Linked DNA regions of Sus scrofa: regions 2, 3, 4 and 5 are each linked to region 1. Evidence: chromatin contacts called from public Hi-C, HiChIP or PLAC-seq and promoter capture Hi-C data. All regions are on one chromosome and are shown on one strand. The core of a region is the stretch at or near the end of the contact, and the rest is flanking DNA. Distances in the headings are between cores, read along the strand shown. Region 1 holds the start of NASP (nuclear autoantigenic sperm protein). Region 2 holds the start of RAD54L (RAD54 like (S. cerevisiae)). Region 3 holds the start of EIF2B3 (translation initiation factor eIF-2B subunit gamma). Region 4 holds the start of HECTD3 (E3 ubiquitin-protein ligase HECTD3). Region 5 holds the start of RPS8 (40S ribosomal protein S8).

Region 1 (2,700 bases), core at 164-2,663:
CCAATTTTCTTTACCCTCCCCCTCAAACATCTTAAAAGCTTTACCTCTTTATTGCCTCAGGAACTTACTTAACTGAGGAATGCTGCCTTTATTGTTCTCTTCAACTAGGTTTTCATGCAATTTCCTCTCAAGTAAGCTTTGGGGAGGGGGGATAAATAATGAGGGAATAAACAAAATACTGGGGTTTACTCCAGACTCTGCCACATAATAATGTGGATTCTTTTTCTTCGAATGAAACAGCCAGTTTTCTTTCACTGTTCGAAAAATACCTGTGTCTGAGTGTCACTGCGCTGCTTTCGCAGCACTCACGTCTTCTATCACCCCTCCAGTCCTTCCATTATACTTCGCCCATTCTCCTAGCAACCCGACACCGCTGCAAGCGAGGAGACCTCCACGCAGAGCTACGAGGTGCTTCGCTCCCCGATAAGGTCCCCCAGCAGCAGCCAAGCCCCTCGCCAGAACTCCCAACTCCCAAAGAGCCACAGAAAAGAAACAGTAACCAAGAACACGGCCACCTAAGGAGAAGAGGACAGAGCGACCCGGGAGACCGCGGGAACAGGCGTCCACGCGCCCCGCCGCGGAAGTCCGAGGGGCAGGGCGAGCCGCACGGCCCCAAACAATGGAGTTTTCCCGCCTCCTCCGGGGCCCGCCCCCCGCTCCGGGGCGGGCGGAGGGCGGCGAGCTCGCGAGCGCACGACCCCGCCCCCGGGAGGCCCCGCCCCCTCCGACCCACCGGCCCGGCCTCCCTCCTCGTGCAGGGTTTTTTTTTTTTCCCTTTTTTTTTTTGGCGCCAAATCTCCGTGGGTTGTTTTCCTGAGTTGTTTGAGGATCCTATCGGAGGCCCCGGAGTGGGGGGACACCAGGGCGTGAGGGCCCACTGCCACGCCGGGGCCCCGCCGAGAGCCCCGGGCCGGGGAAGGAAGGAGAGGGGCAGGCGATGGAAACTGCCGCCGCTGCCCCCGGCAAGATGGCGGCCGCAAAATGCGGGGCAGGGGGCGCCAGGCGACCGGTGTTCCTGCTGCGGAGCACGGTCCTCTGCAAGAGGTGGGCTGCTCCCGTGTCAGGGCCTCCCGGTGATAGCGACCGTGCCTCACGGGGAGGCACGTCCTCCCACCCTCCGGTCTGTCCCTCCCGCGGAGCCTCCGTCCACCACCCCCTCTCCGCGGACTGGCCAGTGCCTCAAGCTCTCTACCGTCCAGCTTACTTGTCGGCGGAAACCAGCTCCGTGGTGATGGCGGCAGTAGCGGTGGACTCTGCGGCCATCGTTACCCTGAGACGGTGGACCAGCGGACGGAACAGAGCCTGTGAGAAAAACAGGGAATTAGGAAAGCCTAGGACTTAACCGGGGACAGAAAATGGCAGATTGGAGACCCCGCGCGGCTGGGTCCTCTTATATACCGGGGCCTTCGCTCCGCCCATCCACTTCCGGACCCTCCCCCTCGAGTTTAAAGGGCCAGGACTCAGCCCCAATCCAGCCCAAGGACATACCCCGCCCTCACTGGTTCTGCAGTGTACCTTTCGTCCCTGTCCCGCCTTCCTCGAAAAAAGCTACTTCCTGCTTCTCTAGCAAGTCGCGTATAAAAAAGAACGAGAATCTTGGTACTATAGCTCCTGACTGGACCTCGGCCAGAGGCTTCCAGAGGAGGGGAAGCTGGTGCTGCTCTGCATATTTAGAGCGAGTCGTCGAGAGTCTCTTTCTAGCCTGGATTTTCAGGGAGGTAACTGAGACTTTCGGCCCGCCCTCTCAGTCGTAACGGATGGACACGCAGGAGCAGAGCACGGATACAGCAGCAACGGCTAGAACTGATCGGGTGAAGAGACGCGTGGTTCAGAGCCTCAGCAACAGCTGACGCGAGAAGAAGCTGTCCTAGGATTGGCCACTGCTGAAACTACCGCGCTGGATTCAAAGCTCAGGGCTGAGGCAGGACGCGGCGGGCTCCTCCCTCTGAACCCGCCCCCTTGGGCTGGCCCAATCCGCTGATGCCATCCTCTTAGGCCCTACCCAGACTCCAAATCTAACTAGCTCTTTTTGTATGTTCCTAGCTGCAGTTTATCTTTTTTTTTTTTTTTTTTTTTGTCCCTTATGTGCGAGGGTGCTGTACTTGGACACTTTAAAGCTATCAGCTGTCTTCCTTAATCTTAACAGCAACGCTGCTAGTGACAACGGTGTTATCAGACCCCTTTGGTAATAATAGAAACCAAGGTTCGGAGAAGGTGTGACTTGCTCAGAAAGTTGCAAGACAAGTCGTTTATGGAAAGTAATGTGATTCGTTTCCTGCAACTGGCTGAATGGAAGATACCTGGCAGGCTGAATTGATTGTACTTCCTCACACCTGGAGCGTCATGCATTGCCTTCCACCATGGCCTTGCCTACAGCGATTAGAACAGGAATTTCATTTCCATCCAGGTTCAGACATACTGGGAAAGATGGCTAGGGAGGATTTGAATCCCAGTCTGCCAAGACTCAGGCAGTTTGAAATCTTTGGGGATATGGAGCTAGACCTGCAAATGGCAAATTCCTGTAGCAAGTAAACGTGGGCTCTGTTTTTAGCTGGGTTACCTGAGCCCAGTCATGTAACCTTAGAAGACTGCATAAAATGAGGACAATATTAGTATCCACTCTTTAAGAATACTGTGAGACTTAGAGATAATGCTTGCTTCAACAATCAGCACTATGCCTGTGTCATGCTAACCATTTAC
Region 2 (2,700 bases), core at 192-2,691, 620 kb before region 1:
TTAAAATGCTTATTAAGTAGAGTTCCTGCTGTGACACAGTGGGATCGGCAACATCTTGGGAGCGCTGGGACCCAGGTTTGATCCCCAGCCTGGCACAGCGGGTTAAGGATCCAGCACTGCGGCAGCAGTGAATGAAGTAGCCTGTGAAGGGCAAGTCCAGCAGTAGCATGAGGTCATGCTGGCCCCATATCTTAGCTCCAAAAGCTCGAAGGAATGAATGAGCAAACGTTTGCTTCCCTCCCTGAATTTATCAATGGAGGGACAGGAGTGCAGCTGATCCCAGCTCAGGCCACTCTCCAGTCTGTCCACACCATGGCAGTGAGAACACCAGCACCAAAAGCATTTTCTGGAGCAAGCCAGCAGCAGACCACAACAAGTGCAACCCCAAGTTCAAGTCTGAGACCCATGTAAGTGGCAAGGGGCAGCCAATGTGCCTCTCTCACAGGTAGAGGAGCCTCCTGCACGCCAGCTACAGAGCCAGCCCCACTGAGCCATCAGACAAGAACTCACTCGAGCCAGCTTGCCAAGGTATTTGAAGCTATAAGACACACCTGAAACCAAACACCAGGGGGTCTCCTTTTCCCCCCACCCCCCCAAGGGAGCCAATCATCTCTTGTTTCGGAACATCCTTTACTACCGGGAAAACTGAGGCATGTGAGCTTCTAGTGAGCCCCTGAGTATCATTTTATTTATCTGGTTAAATGCCTGACACACAGTAAACAGTCATTGAAGGTTCTGAAGGGGTTCATTCCATGGAACCCAGGATTCCTTGCTGCTTAAACAGTCCTGCACCCCCACCTTCCCTGTCCCCTTGAGGGCAGAGTACTTACCGCTGCTCCAGGTTGCCAATCTTCACCATCAGAGGGTCTAACTTCCGGCTTTCTTTTGGCCAGCTGGCTGGGAGCTAAGCTCCTCCTCTGGAAGGAAAGAGGCAGTGGAGCCCAACAGCCCTAGCCATTGGGCTAGCCAGTCTCCTCTAGTCCCATACTTACCATCCTGCGCCCAGGAGCATAAAACGTCAGGTACCCATTAGCCAAAGGTCAAAGGCACCCAGCAGCTGAGGACGCAGAACCAGCCTGGTAAAAGGAGGGCCGCTACATAATTGAGAGCATGGGCTCTCAAAGAGGAAGCACGGACGGAGGGAATCCAGCCAGGGGCTGAGGTCTGGGCCCAAACTCTGAGAGGGTCGGCCGCCAGTTAGCCAAGGCGGGAGAGCAGGCCAAGAAGGAAGTATCCAAACAGAAACGAGTAGAGGTCTGGGATGGGGGGAAGACACAGATGGAGCACTAAACTGGGCAGGGCGGAGTCAGGATAAAGGTCCCCGGGGGATGTGAAGGCAGGGGACAGTTGCGGGGGGCGGGGTAATAACAGGCCAGAAGAGAGGCTGGGGGGCCGGAATCCGAGGCCTGGGAACGGCGAGTCCGGACAACGGGATTTCCCGGCTCGGAGTGCAGATGCTGGACAGCGGGAGGCAGGGCAGGGATTCAGGCAGAACAAGAAGACCCGCGCTTGGGAGGGGAATCCAGGAGTGGCCGGAATGAAGAGCAGAGCGGATTCCCCGCGCAACCCTCCGGCTCAACCTTCCTCTTTCCGAAGCGCGCGTTAACAGCCGCCCGGACTCCCCGGACCCGCCAGGCCCGGTCAATCGAACCTCCCGCGGCGGCGCCGCCGCACCACCCATTGGCTGCGTTCGATGCGTTCGGCGCTCGCGACCCAAGGGGAGGGGCGGGGCTCGGGCCTCGGTCGCCGAGAGCCGCCGGCTCTGGACCTGGAGTGGCTGAACGGACCCGCGGGGGGTGGGGCTTAGGGGGAAGGGCGGGGCCCGCAGTGGCGGGAGCGGCGGGCCAGGTGGGCGGGGTCGGCCGGGCCCGCGGGGCTTCGGGGCGGGGACGCGGGGGTTTGGCTCCAGCTCCGGGCGTTTGAGGGAGGGGGTGGGCTGCTCCGGCAGCTACTGTGGTGGCAGTTTTGCTCAGACCGCGGAGGACTTGCCTTCTGCCCGCAGAAGCCTGGGAAAGGCGCACCTGCCTGTGCTGCACCTGGAGTGCAGCTGGGGGTTGGAGTCCGTTGCAGCTCCCTTCACCCACAGACTGGAGGAGGGAGTTTTTCTGCCTGGTCTCCCTACCACGTGGTCGACTTGGGCAGTGAAGGTCTCCAGAGGACGTGATTTTAAGGTCTGGAGTATCTTTGAGGAAGCTTTTCTTTCCTAGGTAAAAATGGGTGTGTGGGGGGGGGATTCATTTAATTTTTTATATGGGAGTATAGTTGATTTACAATGTTATGTTAGTTTCAGGTGGTTTTGTTTTTATTTGTTTATTTTCTCGCTAGGGGTCCAGTCCGAGCTGCAGCTGCCGGCCTGTGCCACAGCCACGCCAGATCTGAGCTGCATCTGAGACCTCTGCTGCAGCTGGTGGCAAAGCCAGATCCTTAACCCGCTGAGCGAGTCCAGGGATGGAACCCACATCCTCATGGATGCTAGTCAGGTTCTTAACCCACAGAGCCATATGGGAGCTCTAAATTTTTAAGGCTTCATGTATTGATCCTTTTAACATTATAAAATAACCCTCTTAGAGTTCCTGCTGTGGTGCAGTGGGTTAAGAATCTGACTGCAGTGGCTCAGGTCACTGCAGAAGTGTGGGTTTGATTCCTGGCTCAGTGCAGTGGGTTAAAGGATCCAGTGTTGCTGCAGCTGCTGCATAGGTC
Region 3 (2,700 bases), core at 35-2,534, 550 kb after region 1:
GGCCTTTGCACTTGCTGACCACTCCGCTTGGAAGGCTTTTACTCAAAATATCCACCTGACTCACACTCTTCAAGAAAATATCCACCTGACTCACGCTCTTCAAGATCTTGTTCGATGTCACCATCTCAGTGAGATCTTCCCTAATTCCGCGTCCCCAACCGTTTTGATGGATTAAAGGCGGATGTTGTCCACACCAAAATAGTCTGGTTTAGAAAGCCAATGTCGGAGTTCCCGTCGTGGTGCAGTGGTTAACGAATCCGACTAGGAACCATGAGGTTGCGGGTTCGGTCCCTGCCCTTGCTCAGTGGGTTAACGATCCGGCGTTGCCGTGAGCTGTGGTGTAGGTTGCAGACGCAGCTCGGATCCCGCGTTGCTGTGGCTCTGGCGTAGGCTGGTGGCTACAGCTCCGATTCGACCCCTAGCCTGGGAACCTCCATATGCCGTGGGAGCGGCCCAAGAAATAGCAACAACAACAAAAGACAAAAAAAAAAAAAAAAAGCCAACGTTGAGTCCCCATATTAGGCATCACTGGACATAGAAAACCTTGGCAATCGTTGGCCTGCAAGAGATTTGGTGATTTCTCCACTGGGGAGCCCCACATCGCAGAGTGTGGTTGGGGACCGATCCTAGAAGGACAATTGCCTTAAGGAAGAGACTGCGGCTGTTCCAGCCTGAGTTTCAAGGACCCCTGCACCGCGAGGGACGCTCCCTGTATTGTGGAAACCGCAAAAACCGTGGCAATGGAAGGAGACAAACAGCACTCAGATCTATGGAAAAGCAAGATTTATTCAGCACCGGTGAGGGCTCAGAGGAGACACCTCCAGAGTCTGAGCACCAGGTCTTTGTTCTCAGTAACTTTTATACACTACAAGGGCTTGCTTTTGCCATGTAAGCATCCCGGACCTCCCCCCATCCCCAAGCAGACAGTGTTCCTCCCTAAGAAACTGAGCCAGCAAGGTTACAGAAGCGGAACTGATAAGCAATGCTGGGTACCTGATTAGCAGGGCTGCTGGCTGGGACAGAGGGCACACAGTTGTTACATTATTACAAGAAGGGTGGTATAGTGACGAGCACAGCTGAAAGGCTTGCAGCTGCCTTCTTAGCCAAGGGGTGGGGGTTGTTCTTTAGTTAAAACTCCATTTCACCCGGACATTGATGACATGTGAACGGACTTAAAGCCACAGGGAGCGCCGCCGGCCGCTCTCCTCCGCTCCCCCCAGCAGCGCGCTTCTGGCCGTCATCTATCATTCGGCGCTCATCCCTTCTCCGCGGGCCTGCCCGGCGCGTCCCATCGATCTGTTCGGCCATCGCGCGCCTGCGCCTTTGGGCTGTCAGGCAGCGGCGGCGTGGGGAGCGTTGGGAGCGGTGGCGGCGCGCGACCCGAGGTAAAGCCGAAGCTTCTGCGCTGCCAGGCCGCGCGCGAGTTGGCTGGCCGCGGGAGCCGCGCGGTGGAGGCCGCCGAGCCCCGCTTCCCCGGAGGGGGTCGAGCTCCTGGAGCCCGGCCGAGCAGGGCCTGAGCGGGTGGCGGAGGTGCGGAGCCCCGGAGTTGCCGGCTGGAGCGCCTGCCCGACCTGGCCGCGGAGCCAAGTGCCCCAACTAGAAGGGCGCTCGGCGAGAATCCGAGCCAACCACCTTGTGCAACAGGTGGAGGAAACGGAGTTTCAGGGTCTGCTAGAAGTCTCATCCAGGGAGCTTCAGACCCAGGACCAGGCGCCCTGAGGACAGTGCCTGAGCTCTGCTCACTTAAGCCCTTTGTTCATTGATGCTGTGTTTAGTTGTTTAAGTGCAAGACAGTGGACTACAAAGAGGAATGCAGTCAGGTCTCGCTGAGAGGATAACTATGATATGATGTTTTATCTTGCCAGTTTTCGAAGGGAGAAGGCAGTGAGTGCTCTGACGGAGGCAGGTCTGGGGTGCCATGAACACCCCCTCTTAAAACTTTTGTGCTCTCTGTCCCAGCCATTGAGTGGCCAATGAATCTTTGCCTTGATTCCCATCGTCCAGAGTCATGGCAGTGACATTGAGACGTTTGACGGATTGCCTGGTGTCATGGAAAGTCATGTCCATGATTACCCCCCGGGCCTCATGGAGAGCAGGAACCTCAGATCGAGGTGACCTGGGTTCTGATGTCACTTCTGCACATGTTTGAACTTGACTCTTACATGGGGTTGTTGTGAGGTTCGCAGGTGCTTATTCCACAAACACTGATTGAGTGCCTGGCCAGGTGCTGGGAATACAGGGATGACAGTCAGGGAACTCGCAGGAAATAGCAAGTGGATGATAAAGCTTGTAAAGGCAGAGATGCTATGTACATAGCAGAGTGGAAGCATCTAAGGGGAAAGGAGTTAGTTGCTTCTACCAGGAGAGTGGGAAGGGTTAGGAATGGCTTTTTAGGCAAGATGATTCTTGAACTGAGTCTTAAAAGTTTAATAGGTGGATTACATACAGGAGAAGGGCCGCTTAGGAAGCAAGAATAGCAATACAGGGACCAGAATTATGCAACATCGTGGTTCAGTTGGCACAGAAGACTTTCATGATCTGTCTAATAATATCAAACATGGATACACTGCTTGTCACGGGATTAACATTATTTTGTGTGTTTTACGTAGATTAACTCATTTAATATTTACCCTGTGAAGTAGAAACTAATTATCCTTATCTTAGAAAATTCAGAAAACACAAAGGCGAGGGAAGAGGGAG
Region 4 (2,700 bases), core at 35-2,534, 530 kb after region 1:
GAGGAGTTACTGCTTAAAGGGTACAGAATTTCTGCTTGGGTTGATGAAAAAGTTTCAGAAATAGATAATTGTACACTTTAAAAATCGGTTAAGATGGCAAATTTTGTTATATAATTTTATCTCTTTTTTTAAAATTTAACACATCAAAACCTATTGAATTGTACTTTTTTTTTTTGCTATTTTAGAGCCACACGTGCAGCATTTGGAAGCTCCCAGGTGGAATCAGAGCTGCCCCCGGAAGCCACAGCTCACAGCACTGCCGGACCCTTAACCCACCGAGTGAGGTCAGGGATCGAACCCGAATCTTCATGGACACCATTCGGGTTTGTTGCTGCTGAGCCACAGTGGGAACTCCAGAATTGTGCCTTTTAGACATGCGCATCATGTGGTCTGTAAACTTTTGAAAAGTGGGTGGGGTAGGAGGACAGTTTCCTTTTCTTCCGTGACTGCGCATCACCAGCGGCCCCTGCCCTTTTTGGTTGGTTGGTCGGTTGCCTCCTTGGCCCCCATCTTGGTCTTTCCTCTTATCTGGCTCAGAAGCACTGGAGGAAAGTGGATAATGATCACCCATGCCCTGGGATTAGGAGTAGCCACCAGGATCAAGCCCGAATGACTCAAGACTCCTGTCAGCAGCTGGACTGTGGGACTGTGGAAAGGGTCATTTCCCAAACATTTTAGCCGCACTGCCCCTGGGGTGAGAGCCTGAGATTTGTAAGGATTCTTCCTGTTGGAGTTCCATCGTGGCTCAGTGGTAATGAGTCTGACTAGTACGCGGACTAGGAGGACTAGTACTAGGAGGACAGGAGTTGGATCTCTGGCCATGCTCAGTAGGTTAAGGATCCGGCGTTGCTGTGAACTGTGGTGCAGGTTGCAGATCCGGCTCAGATCTGGCAGTGCTGTGGCTTAGGCCGGCAGCTGCAGCTCTGATTCGATCCCTAGTCCGGGAACGTCCATATGCCACAGCTGGGGCCATAAAGGAAAAAAAAAAGGATTCTGGTTGTAGTGTGGCTCACTGGAGCGAGGAGGCAAAACGAGAGGCTGGAGGATCTGAGAAAGAAATAGCTGTTGCAATGACCCAGGCTAGATAGGACGGGGCTTGAATGAGGATAACAGCGGTGGGGATAAAATGGTGGTAGCAATGGGGATTGCGGGGGTAGACAGATCTAGCAGAAACTACTGAACTTGGGTCTCACTGGCTGAAGAAGCAGCACAGAAGTAGGTAACACCATTGAGGACCTGAGTACACAGAGCAATACGGCGGGACTCTGAGGCGCTCTTAGTCCAGAACATACGGCGAAGGCTGACGGAAGGCGGGGCCGCGCGTGGTGGGAAGCCCGGTCCGCGTTCCCGGCCGCCGCTCCTGGGGCCGCCTCGCCTCTGGGTTTCCCCGGGACAATTCGCTATGGCGGGGCCGGGCCCGGGCGCGGCTCTGGAGTCCCCGCGGCAACTGCTGGGCCGCGTGCGCTTCCTGGCAGAAGCAGCGAAAAGCCTCCGCGCCGGGCGGCCGCTGCCGGCGGCTCTGGCTTTCGTGCCGCGCGAGGTGCTCTACAAGCTTTACAAGGACCCGGCGGGACCGTCGCGCGTGCTGTTGCCCGTGTGGGAGGCGGAGGGCCTGGGGCTGCGTGTGGGAGCCGCGGGCCCGGCCCCCGGTACCGGTTCCGGGCCCCTCCGTGCCGCCCGTGACAGCATCGAGCTCCGGCGCGGTGCCTGCGTGCGCACCACGGGCGAGGAGCTGTGCAACGGCCACGGGCTCTGGGTGAAGCTGACCAAGGTGCGAGAGACCCCGGGGCCAGGGAAGTCCTTGGCTGCGCCTCTCCCTTCCCCCACACCGAGCGGGCATTGCGTTCGGTGCCCTTTGCCCTGGGCTGGGCAGGCAGGCCGCTGACAACTGTTCCCATCCGGCTGGTCCCGGCAGGAGCAGCTGGCAGAACACCTAGGCGACTGCGGGCTGGACGAAGGCTGGCTGCTGGTGTGCCGCCCGGCGGAGGGCGGGGCCCGCCTCGTACCCATCGACACTCCCGACCACCTCCAGCGGCAGCAGCAGCTCTTCGGAGTGGACTACCGCCCGGTGCTCAGGTCCCGCACGGGAAAGGGGCGGGGCTTGCTGTGGGAAGGCCGGCTCCGGGTCTGGCACCGCCGGGCGGCGCCTCCGGAGCCCAGTCGGGGTTTAGAGCAGGAAGGGGCGGGACCTGAAGGGAGCTGGGGTGGGGCTCATGGAGGCGTGGTTTGGAGGAGCTAGAGCTCTGGAGAAGGCTCCAGGGTCTCCTGCTACCTGCTCTCTCGCTACCTGCTGATGCCTCCCCAACCGCGTATCCCGTTCTGTGCGCACAGATGGGAACAGGTGGTGGACCTGACATACTCGCATCGCCTGGGATCAAAGCCTCAGCCGGCCAAGGCATACACAGAAGCTGTACAAAGGCTACTGTGAGTGAGCTGGGTGGGACGGGGAGGAAGGCCCTCCAGGCCTGCGCCCGTCCTAATTAGGGGCTTGGGGTTGCTTAGCTACGTGCCCCCGACGTGGACCTACGAATGCGACGAGGACCTTATCCACTTCTTGTACGACCACCTGGGCAAGGAGGATGAGAACCTGGGTAGCGTGAAGCAGTATGTGGAGAGCATAGACGTTTCCTCCTACACGGTGGGTGCTGGGACTCCTCCACCCCGAGCGGGAAGGAGTCACATCTTGCTAGATCCAGAGCT
Region 5 (2,700 bases), core at 171-2,670, 750 kb after region 1:
CCAAGAACTCTACGCCTTCACCGAACCATGAGGCATCATGCACCTTCTAAAATCCCATCTTTCCAGACATGGCTGGTATCCACACATACAGTCTCTAGATTCAGCCCCAATCTCAGGCTACAGGAGTTAAGAGGCAGGACAGACGGAAACAACTCCCCACAATCCCAAAGTCTTTCGACAAAAGAAAGCTCAGTATCCTGGTCCAGGCCATGGCTTCCTGCTACAAGCACTTACTGTAGCTTAGAAAGGTTTAGGTGCTGAGTTCCCACCCACGCCTGGAGGGCCTCCACTCACACTCGGAGCCCCAGGAGAAGTTCCCCACGTCCAGCCTCAAGGCCCGGTACTTCTTGTTACCTCCCCGCACACGGACTGTGTGTATGCGGCGAGGGCCAATCTAGAAAACACAAGGAGACAGGAGGAACCAGGTTATTAGAGAGCAAGAGCCGACAGAGAAAGGAAAGCAAGCCGGATGGAGGCAACACAGTCAGTGTAACTATGACACGTCCTAGCATTGGCAAGTGGTACACAAATGACCAAGACGGCCACAACCACGCCTAAGGATCCTTTTTTCATCACTCTCGTCGCCTCCACGAGGAAAAGCCTGATTCCCAACACTGCATTACCTCTCCATGCACCAGCAAGACCAAGTGTCCGACTACGACTGCGGAGCCCACTCCCTCCAGGCACTCCCAGGACACAGCGGCTGTCTCCGTGCAGCCCTAATTATTCCCGACACGCAGAGGCCGACCGCACATCGCAGAGCCCCACAGAGATACAACTGCCCCCGAGGGGACCTTCTCCCCGGCGCTGGGGCCCCGCACGCACCTTGGTGTTTGCAGCGGGGCGTCCCAGCTCATACTTCCGCTTCTTGTGGTAGGGCTTTCTCTTGCCCCCAGTCTTGCGGCGCTTGTGCCAGTTGTCCCGAGAGATGCCTACGGGTGAGAGCGGAGGAGCGGCAGCCTGAGTCAGGGAACCCGGGGCCGGGCCCGGGCAGCCCAGCGGCCCGCGCGGGCGGCCGCACGCTCAGCTCTCCAAGGTTGGATCCCCCACTGCGAAGTCGGGAGGTCACAGCATTTCTGAGTTGTCATCATGCACGTGCGGCCCGGCCGGGCCCCCTTCCCGCCTCGACCCCGGCAGCCATGATGGGGCCGCTCGCGGCTCCGAGCCCGGCGGTCCCCGCAGCGACTTCGGCGGCCCGAGCCCAAGCATCACGCTTCTCGCGGAGGCTCGAAGCTGGGAGCCCGGGCGCCCGTGCTCTCAGCTGGGCCGCGAGGCAGGATGGCGCCGGATTGAGCTCACGCCCCGACCCCGGGCCCGCGGCAGAGCGCCACTCACCCATCGCTCGGCGCCGGCTGGAAAGAGAAAACGCAGCGCGTCACGGTCCGGTTTGTAAAACGCAGCCCCGCCTCCTGACGTCTCTTCCGGGCGACGCGCGGCGCGGCCTGGAGCCGGAGGGCGGCCTTGCTTACGCGCTCGCGGCGGCGCCGCGGAGGCCTCGGGCGGGGAGGCTCTGAGGGCGCTGCCGGCGGGCGGGGCCTGGCGCGGGTCCTGGGGGCTCGGGTGGGCGCTCGCCTGGCCCCCTGTTTCACAAAGACCCCTGTTCGCAGCCATTGCGGCGGTCCTGAGGGGGCTGCGGGGGAGGGCGGAGGCGCTGGACGGGGACGTAGAGGTGGACTTGGGCTTCGCTTCGAAGGGTTTGCTTTAGGGCGTCTGAATTTCTCAGGGGACCCGTTGCGCGACTCTTGGTGCTGTTCAGTGAGAAGGTGGGCGCTGTCCTGGACGCGGTCCTGGTGCGCTCCGGATGCCTCTGGCAGGTGGGAGTGACAGGTAGCTGGGTGTTCGTGTCCGCTAGAGAAGGGGTCTGGCCAGACGATGCTACTTCGGGAAGCAAAGCCACCGGAATGAACGGAACCTCGGGACAGGGCCTAAGGAAACTCTTCCTGTAAAGGGTCAGCTAATACTGAGAGAGTATTAACTCAGGTCGTCAGTGGAGGAGCCTGGGCTTGGATGCATGCTTTGATATGGCCATTGATTCCCGCTGGTGGCTTAAGGGCTCCAGGGAGTAACATCCTCACAGGCCTTGTTGACTCTAGGGAGGGTACCTCGCCCGGATGGACATGGACCCCTCATCCCCTGTGGCTCTGTTTACGGGAAGAAAAGGACAAAGAAACTATGAGACTTAGGGGACATTTCCACCCCTAAGACCCCACTGGACAAGGACTGATATGGGTAATTGAACAAGGCCAATGGGAGAAGACCGCATCTCTCTGGACCCCCACGTTGGTACCCCCCCATCCTTAAGAGATAAAAACCACTATGGGACAATAGAGAAGGGGGGCTCTTCTCCCCCTCTCCTAGCACCCCTGGGAGCTATCTGCTTTCTTTTAATAAAGATGTTGCTTGCTTGCTGCCTGTGTGTTCGCGGAGTTCACTCTTTGACTGCCGTGAACAAGAATCCGGATTCCAGGATCATCTTTCCCGTATCAATACTTCAGCCTTTGTGGGCTGTAAGGTCCTTGTCACGACCACTCAATTTTGCTTCGTAGTGTGAACGCAGCCATGGACAGTAGTAAAAGAGCGCACGTGGCGGCGCAGGAGTAAAACTTCGTGGATACTGAGATTCACCTGTCCTGAAACAAACATGATTTTTTTGCCCCCAAACATTCAAAACATAAAAACCATTCTTAGTGCATGGACCCT

What was found. Promoter capture Hi-C pulls out the DNA fragments that hold promoters and counts their contacts. A called contact is a pair of places that touch in the nucleus more often than the background predicts. HiChIP or PLAC-seq counts read pairs in DNA pulled down with a chosen protein or histone mark.
Region 2: a contact with region 1 is called in an H3K27ac HiChIP or PLAC-seq map of skeletal muscle, with 5 times the contacts expected there. The contact joins the promoter of RAD54L here to the promoter of NASP in region 1. A contact is called at or near these places in 1 of 5 promoter capture datasets (liver) and 1 of 2 datasets of contacts at active chromatin or transcription factors (skeletal muscle).
Region 3: a contact with region 1 is called in a promoter capture Hi-C map of liver, with 2.8 times the contacts expected there. The contact joins the promoter of EIF2B3 here to the promoter of NASP in region 1. A contact is called at or near these places in 1 of 5 promoter capture datasets (liver) and 1 of 47 Hi-C or Micro-C datasets (embryonic fibroblasts).
Region 4: a contact with region 1 is called in a Hi-C map of subcutaneous adipose tissue, with 1.6 times the contacts expected there. The contact joins the promoter of HECTD3 here to the promoter of NASP in region 1. A contact is called at or near these places in 4 of 47 Hi-C or Micro-C datasets (embryonic fibroblasts, mesenteric adipose tissue, skeletal muscle and 1 more).
Region 5: a contact with region 1 is called in an H3K27ac HiChIP or PLAC-seq map of alveolar macrophages. The contact joins the promoter of RPS8 here to the promoter of NASP in region 1. A contact is called at or near these places in 1 of 5 promoter capture datasets (fetal liver) and 1 of 2 datasets of contacts at active chromatin or transcription factors (alveolar macrophages).

The regions. Positions count from the first base shown.
Region 1 is chr6:165,803,565-165,806,264 of Sscrofa11.1, forward strand. It overlaps NASP (nuclear autoantigenic sperm protein), which reads right to left and starts at 1,414. Exons shown (of 14, transcript XM_021096741.1): 1 at 1,205-1,414. The coding sequence starts at 1,263.
Region 2 is chr6:165,183,200-165,185,899 of Sscrofa11.1, forward strand. RAD54L (RAD54 like (S. cerevisiae)) reads right to left here and starts at 1,442. Exons shown (of 18, transcript NM_001123183.1): 1 at 993-1,442; 2 at 831-917. The coding sequence starts at 995.
Region 3 is chr6:166,352,634-166,355,333 of Sscrofa11.1, forward strand. EIF2B3 (translation initiation factor eIF-2B subunit gamma) reads left to right here and starts at 1,285. Exons shown (of 12, transcript XM_021096758.1): 1 at 1,285-1,385.
Region 4 is chr6:166,332,000-166,334,699 of Sscrofa11.1, forward strand. HECTD3 (E3 ubiquitin-protein ligase HECTD3) reads left to right here and starts at 1,285. Exons shown (of 21, transcript XM_021096755.1): 1 at 1,285-1,771; 2 at 1,916-2,076; 3 at 2,332-2,424; 4 at 2,503-2,638. The coding sequence starts at 1,403.
Region 5 is chr6:166,551,869-166,554,568 of Sscrofa11.1, forward strand. RPS8 (40S ribosomal protein S8) reads right to left here and starts at 1,421. Exons shown (of 6, transcript XM_003128060.4): 1 at 1,336-1,421; 2 at 826-932; 3 at 295-394. The coding sequence starts at 1,339.